Linked DNA regions of Mus musculus: region 2 is linked to region 1. A link is a contact called in public Hi-C data. All regions are on one chromosome and are shown on one strand. The core of a region is the stretch at or near the end of the contact, and the rest is flanking DNA. Distances in the headings are between cores, read along the strand shown. Region 1 overlaps Ksr2 (kinase suppressor of ras 2). Region 2 has its middle 31 kb from the start of Nos1.

Region 1 (4,859 bases), core at 807-3,306:
AAGAGGGCATTGCATTGCAGCGATCCAGAAACCTGGATCTGAATTCTCTGTCCCTCTGCTTGGCTGTGATCCAGAGTGAGAACCTCCTAGCGCAGCCAACAGCCCAGTTTGCCCAGGATTGACAGGTGTCACTTTCAGTGTGAAAACTACGAAGTCTAGCCAAACCAGAGTGGTTGGAGCCCTTAGCTTTTCTCCTCTCTTAGCACAAGACAGTGGGACCACTTGCTGTTCCTTTAAGACCTTCACTGTGGTTTGATTCTAATCCAAAGACACCTGGGGAATCTACCGTGTCTGTGTATGGCAATATATCCTGATCTCTACAGCCGAAACAGATCCCTGGGGAGGGTGGAGCTGGGGTGGCCATGATTCTGAGCCTTCACCCTTCTGGCCGTAGAACGAAGAGAGCCACAATGAAGCAGAGGAGTCCGAGGACGAGTTTGAAGAGATGAACCTATCCCTCCTCTCAGCCCGGAGCTTCCCACGCAAAGCCAGCCAGACCAGCATCTTCCTTCAGGAGTGGGACATCCCGTTTGAACAGCTAGAGATTGGCGAGCTCATCGGGAAGGGTCGCTTCGGGCAGGTTTACCACGGACGCTGGCACGGCGAGGTGGCCATCCGGTTGATTGACATAGAGAGGGACAATGAGGACCAGCTTAAGGCCTTCAAGCGGGAAGTGATGGCCTACAGGCAGACGAGGCACGAGAACGTGGTGCTCTTCATGGGAGCCTGCATGAGCCCACCCCACTTGGCCATCATCACCAGGTCAGTCCCTCGGGCTCCGATGGGAACATCTAAGGGCTTTGTGCATGTTAATAGTGTCTTCGGGTCCTCCATCCACGGTTTTCTCACAATCCTTTAGGTCCCCAGAAAATGCCTTTAGGGTTTTAGGGATGGCTGGGAAGAGTACTGCATTGGGAGCCAGAAAAGCCAGGCATGATTGATACTTGTGTCTCATTAGGTAAAATGAGTGAATTGCTTTAGACATAGATCAGCCTGTTTGTGTAGCACTCCCAGTGCTATGTGTGAATTGGCCTCACAGGCCACACAGGTTCGGTCTCAGCCAGTTAGTTCTGCTATTGTCGGTAGGTGGGGGCGGGGGGCACGGGGAAAGCAGCCATAAATGATATATGATATATATGACCATATGGTCATATGATATATGTGATATATTGCGTGACAGTGTTGCAATAAAACTTTATTTACACACCCAAGTAGTGGGCCAGCTCTGCCCCACAGTTTGATCTGAGATGCTGGTGACTGTGATCGTGGCTCTTGATGGTTTACAGAGTGTTTGTGGAGCTATTGCCACCACTGTTCTGAGTATCCTGCATTAGTGGGCTGCAGGGGTTTGGGGATGGGGTGGGGGAGGGTAGTTAACAGAGATTGACTTTTAAAAAAATGGCAGATGACTATCTGATGTAAAACGTTGTCCTTCATTCACATGTGAACTCCTATAGATGACATATGAACACCCATCTGCTGGTGGGTACTGTCAGCCGGGGTGACTCAGTTATGCTGCACACAGTCTCCAGCTCAGTCACGCCCGTGGTGGCCTCTGGTGCCCAAGCTCAGCCAGGGGTCAAAGGTTAAATGCATAGGTACTTTCCATGCACCCTCTGGTCAGGCTCTGGCTGACATCCGTTGGCCAGAGCATCTCCTGTGGCCAGCTGGATTCAAGTGATGGAGGAAGTTGCTCTCTGAATGGCAGACTCTGTAGGGGGAGGACCATAGATAGTCATTTTTACATCCCTCTTCATGGAAAGCCCACCCCCCCCATTCCATACTCTGCACTTCCCTCTCATCAGGAAGCAACTTCTCCTCTCCCAGAAGTGAGGAGCCCCTCACTTGCAGTATACAAGTCCGGTGACCCATGAATCTCAGCGACCCATCCCTCCCCTCCCTCTTTCCAAACTGAGGCTCATTGCACATTTGTTCAGACCCCGCTAGCAGCCTTCGAAAATGAGTGGCCCATTATGAAAATGTATTGCTCACCCTTCAAGCCCAGCTGCACTGCAGCCTTCTGTTCTGTGACAGAACTCTGAGCGCCCCTCCCCACGTGCCATAACAACCTACAGATCTCACAAAGCACCCAGCCACCACCACCACAATAATAATGATGATGGTGATGGTGATGATAATAATAACATCCCTGGCAGCTTTGGGACATCTAATTGGTCTCTGAAGTATTTGGTATTTTGTGTGAGGATGCCAGATGAAACCTGAAAAAGACGTGTTCATTCCAAGGTTGTTGCGGTATTACAGATTTATCATGGGAAAGCTCGGTGAGTGCCCCATTTAGCTCCGTCTACTTGTTAGTCCTTAAGAGTATCCATCTGAACTTCTGCTTGCGGCCAGATAGCTGAGTAATTTGATTAATCATCTGCATTCACACGATTGACTGTTAGGGGATCGGTTGTTGGAGGATAGCCAACTGACTAGAACAATTCTGGGACCTTGGTTTTTATTTTTACAGGGAGTATAAGACCAGATAATTATCTGGCATATTCTAGAGAAATCGACAATGGTGTGTTCTAGCTAACTACTTAGTAATTATCATCAGAGCTAACACGTATTTCTGAGCTTGGGTCTCCTTGTAAAAGCCATATGCTTGGCTCTCAGGAAATGAACAATAACTAGTTAGTTATTCGGTCACTATAGCTTGCAGACAATTCAAATCTGGATGGCTAAATTATTTTACGATTGGGTCATTATGGAATTACTGCGAAAGAGCCAGCAGCCTGCACAGTTGCTCGTGTTGAAAACTTCAAGCGGCATTGAAAGGCCAATAGTGAAGGATTTGATTGACAGTAGCCTCCATCCTTCAGCCCAGCTGTGGGGTTTCCTGAGCCTCAGTTTCTACATCTGTGGGATGAGTGGGCTGAAGCAGGTGTGTGTCCCAACTCTGACAAAACGCTTTGGATCTCTGGGAATGAGCTGTCCGCGACACTGCTGGGAACAGCTTGGAGCAGCAGCAGCTTTCTGAGAGTACTCTGTCTGGACCTCATCTATCCACTGAGGGAGCAAGGCCTCTCAGATGTAGATTCCTGGAGGCTGCTGTGTTCAGTTCCTATCAAGTTACCCTAACTCTGTGGCATCAGGCAGCACACCCTGGGTCTCTTACAGTTATGAAGGGCCTTGAGACTCACTAGACTGATGTAAAAGTGTGGTCGGAAATGAGGTGTGGTAGGGTAGAGGTGTGGTCTGAGGTGAAGGTGTGGTCTAGGATGAAGGCGTGGTCTGAGGTGGAGGTGTGGTCTGTAAGAGGGGACACAGCTTACTGCCTTTTCCACCATGACTTCTGGCTTCTTCTTCCATTTCAAGGCCAGTAGCCTTGTTTCTATGGTTATATCAACTGCTTTGGTCAGACCATCTTTGGCTTCCCATGTGATGGGACAGTTCTGTTTAGGGCCCACCCAGATCATCTGGAACCATCTGTAAGTTGCCCCATTGACATCCAAGGTGGTGATTAGTCAGCATCTCCAGGAACTAGGGCCTAGATCACTCTGGGGGTCGTTCTTACAAAAAGTAGCATTGAGCTTAGATTGACTGAAGAGAAGGCGGTCATCAGAAAGACAGAGGGGGCGTCCAGCAGGTGGAAAGGCCCTGATGCTGGAAGACCAGTGGGGAGCAATGGAGGAGGGAGAAGGGACTAGGAAAAGGGACACAAGGTGCTGGGTCACTGCAGAGCCACAAAGGTTCTGCACAGGAGTGTGGAGTTGAGCAACCATAGTATGGCTTTACAGTGGCTGCGTTTGCTGTTCTGGGATTTCCTACAGACCAGGCCAGTGGCTCTTCTTGCCCTCAGCTGGTTGATTCAGTGTGTTCAAATCCCTGTTGCAGAGCAGTGGTGGTCAGAGAGGAGCGGCTAGGGTACCATCTTGGATGAACTTGATATTTTTCTGCCTATGTGGGCGCCCAGGAGAAATGGCCCATGCTTCCTTTGCATTTAGGTCAACAGGACACGTTGTCCGGGATGGTGGTAAGAGGGGACAAGGTATAGGGGTGTGTGAACACTGTGTCCCCTTGAGAGGAGTTTTAAAAACTTCTCAGTTGGCACATGCCATCCGTCCCCTCCCTGGGGATCCAGAGTCCTGAGGAGACTTCTCAGTCCTGCGAGGATGACCTGGGAGCAAGAAGCAGTGAAATCCCAGGGGCTTCATTCACAACATCTAAATCCACTACGTACCAGGAGCTCATCCACAGATTATTTATGTCCAACTCCCAATCTCCTGTTTCTCAGGCTTTCAAATCCAATCACACCGCACTGTCAGATCCGACAAATAGGCCCACAGCCTCTCTCAGCCGCTCCTGGAGACGGTTCACTTGGTGCTTGGATGATATTTTAGCTTGCTTCCCCCCCACCCCCCACCCCTGTAACTTGAGGGCTTGTGTCTTCCGAGTTTGTTCAGACCGGTTTTGAGTATCCTAAATATAACATGCAAGAATTGGGAAGGGGTGCGCCGAGCCATGAAGATTTTCTACCCACCCCCAACACACACACACACACACACACACACACACACACACACACACACAGTGCACACACGCACACACACACCATTCAGTGGTTTTGCGTTCCTTTCGTGTTTAGAAAAGCCGGATTGCTTTCCTTTTATGAATCTCAGCTGAAAGGATTTGTGTGTGTGTGTGTGTGTGTGTGTGTGTGTGTGTGTGTGTGTGAGCGGCTGCCGTTAATTGTATGACTGTTGTGGAGGAAAGCACTATAAATGCCCATCGTCATCAGTGCCATTAGATTAGCATCCTCTTGCATAAGATTGCTTATGCCCAGCTATAAACAGTCACGTGACCAGCGGAGGCCCCTGCCTGGCTGAGGATCATCTCCTCTTTCTGGTCACTGC
Region 2 (4,859 bases), core at 1,471-3,970, 130 kb after region 1:
GCAAGCCAGTAAGCAGCACCCCTGCATGGTCTCTGCATCGATTCCTGCCCTGTTTGAGTTCCTGTCCTGACTTCCTTCCGTGCTGAACAGTGCTGTAGAAGTATAAGCTGAAGTAAACCCTCTCCTCCCAAGTTGCTTTTGGTTATGGTATTTATCACAGCAACAGGAAAGCAAACTAAGATAATTTTTAGTTCATTTGCCCACTAATGATCTGATGGGTTTTTGTTGTTGTTGTTGCTTACTTGTTAGAACTCTTTATATATTCTGGATACTATCCCCTTTTCAGACCAAGAGCTGACAAAGGCTTTCTCCCTTTCTGCATTCACTTCATTGCTCTCTTTGCTAATCCATCAGCTTCTACTTTTGTGACTCCCATTTGACATTTCCTGCTATTATTTCCAGATCTGCTGGGGTCCTCTCCAGAAAGTCATTGTCTGTGTCTGTATCTTTTATTTGTTTGTTTGTTTTGTTTTGTTTTTTGAGAGGTTTCTCTGTATAGCCCTGGCTGTCCTGGAGCTCACTTTGTAGACCAGGCTGGCCTCGAACTCAGAAATCCGCCTGCCTCTGCTTCCTGAGTGCTGGGATTAAAGGCATGAGCCACCATGCCTGGCTGTGTCTGTATCTTAAAATATGGCAGCCTACATTAAGGTATTAGACCTATTGCAAGCTCAGTTTTTCAGAGAGAGGTGGAAACCCTGGTATGAGTCCTCCTGTGGATATCTAGTTCCTCCAGAACCATTTGTTGAAGCATCTGTCTTTTTCTCAAGTGCTTTAAGAGTTTTGGTAAGAATGTTTTATCTCAGGTCCCTCTGTCCTGTTCAACTGGCCATATTTGGTTTGGTGCCAGCAGCATGCTGGGACTGTCACTATGGCTCTGTGGTGCAATTTGAAGCTAAATATTGCACAATCCCTCTGGGAGGGGGTGTTCTTTCTGCAAAGAACTTTAACCATCCAGTCTTTTGTATGCTTCCAAATTCTATAAATCCTCTTTCCTACTTTAACTGTTGGCTTCTGTGAGATCCTGTCTCAGAGAGAGGGAGAGGGAGAGGAGAGGGAGAGGAGAGGGAGAGGAGAAGGGGCAGAGGAGGAGGAGGAAAAGGAGGAGGAGGGGAAGAAGAGAAGGAGGAAGAGGAAGAAGAAGAAGAAGAAGAAGAAGAAGAAGAAGAAGAAGAAGAAGAAGAAGAACAACAACAACAACAACAACAACAACAACAACAACAACAACAAGCTAATTCATGTTCAGCCATTCAACCTCTCCTGTAGTGTCACTGACTGGGACAAGGACAGGAAATGTTCAAGTGCCACACAGCCCAGATACTGGTGCTGCTGGTGGCCCAAGGGCTCAGCTTCTAAAATCGGTAGTGTGGAGGAACTGCCGCATCTGCCCAAGCATCTGGGCTAAGTTACTGAATGCCTGGGACATGTTATCCAACTGCTAGACACTGAAAAACACCAAAATAGAGTCCAGCAAGGCTGCTACCTTCAAAAGAGGCCGATAACCAGCCTAAGAGCACACAGCTAGGAGCCAACAGAGCCCAGAACTGATCCTGAGCTTCTAAATAGCACATTCCCTGCACGCGCGCGCACACACACCCTGCTCATCCACACCATTAGAGACTAAGTGCCTGTCCACACAATTAGAGAATGTCTGCTTGAATCAATTGGATGTCAGAGATCAGGGCAATCTGACTGGGAAGAACAGAGTGGCTTCTCTCATTAAAGCTTTGAAAGTGTGGGTAAGGCTGACCAGGTCCCGTTGTGGGGGTGCAGACATCAGAGACTGCAGAGAGTCAGCACTCTGATGACTGCTGTGGACAGAATCCTGCCTCGGGGACTAACCACCCCACCTCCTGGCAAAGGCCTACACACACACACACACACACACACACACACACACACACACACACACAACAGAAAGAGGGAGGCACAGGTACCTGAATGAATGACACAGCTTCCTGGCACTGCGTGGAACAGCACACCCCTGATGTACAAGCAAGAAAGCCAAACACAAAAGCCAGAGCCTCTGAACTGAGGGGGCACCTGAAGACTATGACAGCCTCACCCAGCCTTTGCTCTCCGCACTGCCAAGGGGGCTGCAGAGCCCAGAGCAAACCTAGAGTGCAGACAGAATCTACGTTCTAGTCCAACCTCCTTCATTTCCTAGCAGCCCAGAGAGGGGAGCACTCTTGCCCAGGGTCACACAGCAGGTGAAAGGAGAGTTAAAGGATCCCAGCCCTCAACCCTGGCTTTCTGGGCTAGATTCTAGAACAAGATGCTGAAAATTCTACCTGCTCCTATGTCCTCCATTTCTCCAGTGACACCCCCCCCCCCCCAGGGACTGCTCAGTAGTAGCCAACAGTATGATCTTCTCTGTGAATATCTGTGGTGTGGCAAGAGGGGTGTGGCCATGGGAAATCTCTGCTCGGATAAGGGAGGGGTGTCATGGTTCCCGAGAAGCTGTGTCATTGGAATCCAGATGTCTGCAGGCCGAGGCGAGGGACCAGAGTAAGGCTCTGCGGTTTCTGAGGTCCTCACTCCCACAACGGGACCTGGTCAGCCTTACCCTCACTTTCAAAGCTTTCCTGAGAGAAGCCACCTTATTCTCTCCTGGTCAGAAAGCCCTGAGCTCTGACATCCAATTGATTCAAGTTACTGGGGTGACCTCACAGTCATGAGACAGCCAACTTGGAAACAGGAGATAGTCTGCCTTAGTCTCCTCAACAGCTTGCTGAAGACACAGCCACTCCAGATATCCATTTTGGGGAGGGGGCTCATTCCTGAACTTTGGGGAATCCTTAGGCACCTGCTGGTTTGTGACACTGATAGAGACTTCCCACGACAGTATACAGCAGCACCTACAGGAATTAAAACCCACATCTGTGGTCAGAGCTCTCTAATAGGTGTGACCCCGATGCTTTAATTTAGTGGAAATATTAAAATGTTACCTGCAGACCCCACTATTCCCTAGTGCGTTCTCTAGAAGACTTTTAATCCCTGGCTGCACCCTTCAAATTATAAACTCCCAACTCCACACTAAAGGGGGTCTGAAAAAGCACAGGCTTGGACTATAAGATTTTAACAGGCCCAACAGTTGAATGTCACCCAAATCAGCCCAGCTTGGCCAGGACCCAGGCCAGAGGCCCCCCAAAATTGACTCCAAGAAGCCTAAGTGCCTTCCTGATGGGTCAAGTTGGCTACCGTGAAGGCTTAGCGCCATCTCTCGGTCACTCCTGGAACTACATCTGCTGAGCTAGCTTGGGAAAGCCAAAAACCGTCAGAGTCCCTGGAGACAAACTACCAGTGCTGAAAGGTCCTGTAAAGAGGCTCTGGGCAGTTTGGAACCTTTTTGTGCTAGATTTTACATATAACTCATGTCAAAGATCCATCTTCACATTAATTTATCTTTTGCGGCCCAGAGACTCCAGGCTGCTTGCCCAGGCTCGCAGAGCCCATGACAGATCATGTTACTTCTTATGGCCAGATTGCTCCGATAAACTTTAAACGGTTCCTCCCTCAGCTCTGCCAGACTCTCACAAATTGTTTCTGGTGTCTAGGCTAACATCTTCAGGAACTGTGGCACCCCCTGCTTCCCTTAGGGATACTAGCCTCTCAGATACCCGTGTTCCCAATACTAGGTCATATCTGGCCTGCCAGCCTTTTGGCCCCAAGGCTGCTCAGATGAAATGCTTTCCCTCTTATGATCCCTGAGCTGGAGGGAAAGAACTAAGCAGCCACCCACAGGCTGCTGCCCCTAGATGGCTCTGGAACTTTCTGGTCTTAGCCTCCCTGTGTCTGATGCCAGACAGCAAAGCCTCTCATTTGCAAAGCCTCTCATTTCTCTAACTGCAAAGGAGACTGACGGGCATTGGGTCTCATAACAAACACATTGCAATGATGACTCCCGAGCAAACACCCCAGGGCTGAGTTCACCCAGGGCTAAGCTAACTTCATTCTGAAACCACTAGTTCTCACCCGGGGAGAGACAGGTGGAGCTGCTTCGGGGACAGAGGGGATCTGGTTGCCATGGCAACAGAGGGACAGACCTGAGTCCTGCAACTCCGGGGGCATTCCTCAGAACGGAGGTCCGAGAGAATGGGAGCGTAGCTATAAAAGAGGCTTAAAGGCTCATTGCACGGAGCTGTGTATACAGTTGGTGCCTAATAAGGGGTTGCTGTTGAGTAAATGAACTCCAACTTCTTGGCTCTTCATTCACTTATTCACACAAGTGTTTGGTTTTCGGTTGGCACTGAGATTCTCACAAACTCCACAAAGTACGTGTCTCAAACACAGCCCTGAACATTTGCTCCAGTGGGTCTGGAGCGAGAATCACCAGGAGGTTCTCAGGGGACAGTGATCTACTTGTCCAGGGACAATCTTTGAAAACAGTGGCTTGGAGTGGTGACAGTGACCGTCCACCCTCGTCGTCGCTTTCTTCCCAGGCTAACTCTGAATCTGTAAATGCTCTCAGATGTACTGTGGGTTCAAACCATGATGGGAACCCTGAGTGGGGGCTTCTCCAGGAAGGGAGTGTTTATGCAGAGACCCGACATCTCGGTCCAGCCTGCCCAATCAGGTGAAGTTATTAGTGGACACAGGATATGCTGATACCTCCCTCCCCCACCCCATCACCTCATCTAGTCCCTCAAGTTACAGTGTAAGAGGAATAAGTAAGCCCCATTGTGTGAATGAGGGAACAGAGGCTACATGATGCAGAAGAAAGGTCTGAGAATTCACGGCGGAGGTGGAGCCCCTAGGTCTGTGCCTGCCTTGGGACCTTGGCCACCGAATTCTGAGCTGGAGGCGCCCTGGACACAGCTGCAAGCCAGCCAGAGGCACTCTGCTCTCCCCTCCCGGGCCCT

What was found. Hi-C and Micro-C count contacts between places; a contact is called where the count stands out from the background.
Region 2: a Hi-C map of the N1E-115 cell line shows a contact between it and region 1, with 6 times the contacts expected there. The contact joins two enhancer-like sites. A contact is called at or near these places in 8 of 484 Hi-C or Micro-C datasets (8-cell embryo, the N1E-115 cell line, embryonic stem cells and 4 more), 2 of 115 datasets of contacts at active chromatin or transcription factors (SST interneurons and forebrain) and 2 of 9 other capture datasets (embryonic stem cells and pancreatic islet).

What each region holds. Positions count from the first base shown.
Region 1 is chr5:117,707,530-117,712,388 of GRCm38.p6, forward strand. It overlaps Ksr2 (kinase suppressor of ras 2), which reads left to right. Exons shown (of 20, transcript NM_001312914.1): 14 at 395-762. Among named protein-coding and RNA genes, the nearest start is that of Nos1, 160 kb to the right of the region's middle. Within about 2 kb of position 2,057, at least 6 of the 459 cell types and tissues checked have an H3K27ac peak or open chromatin away from gene starts, as enhancers often do. A contact at or near this core is called in the N1E-115 cell line, where this site is marked.
Region 2 is chr5:117,833,906-117,838,764 of GRCm38.p6, forward strand. No RefSeq gene overlaps it. Among named protein-coding and RNA genes, the nearest start is that of Nos1, 31 kb to the right of the region's middle. Within about 2 kb of position 2,721, at least 3 of the 459 cell types and tissues checked have an H3K27ac peak or open chromatin away from gene starts, as enhancers often do. A contact at or near this core is called in the N1E-115 cell line, where this site is marked.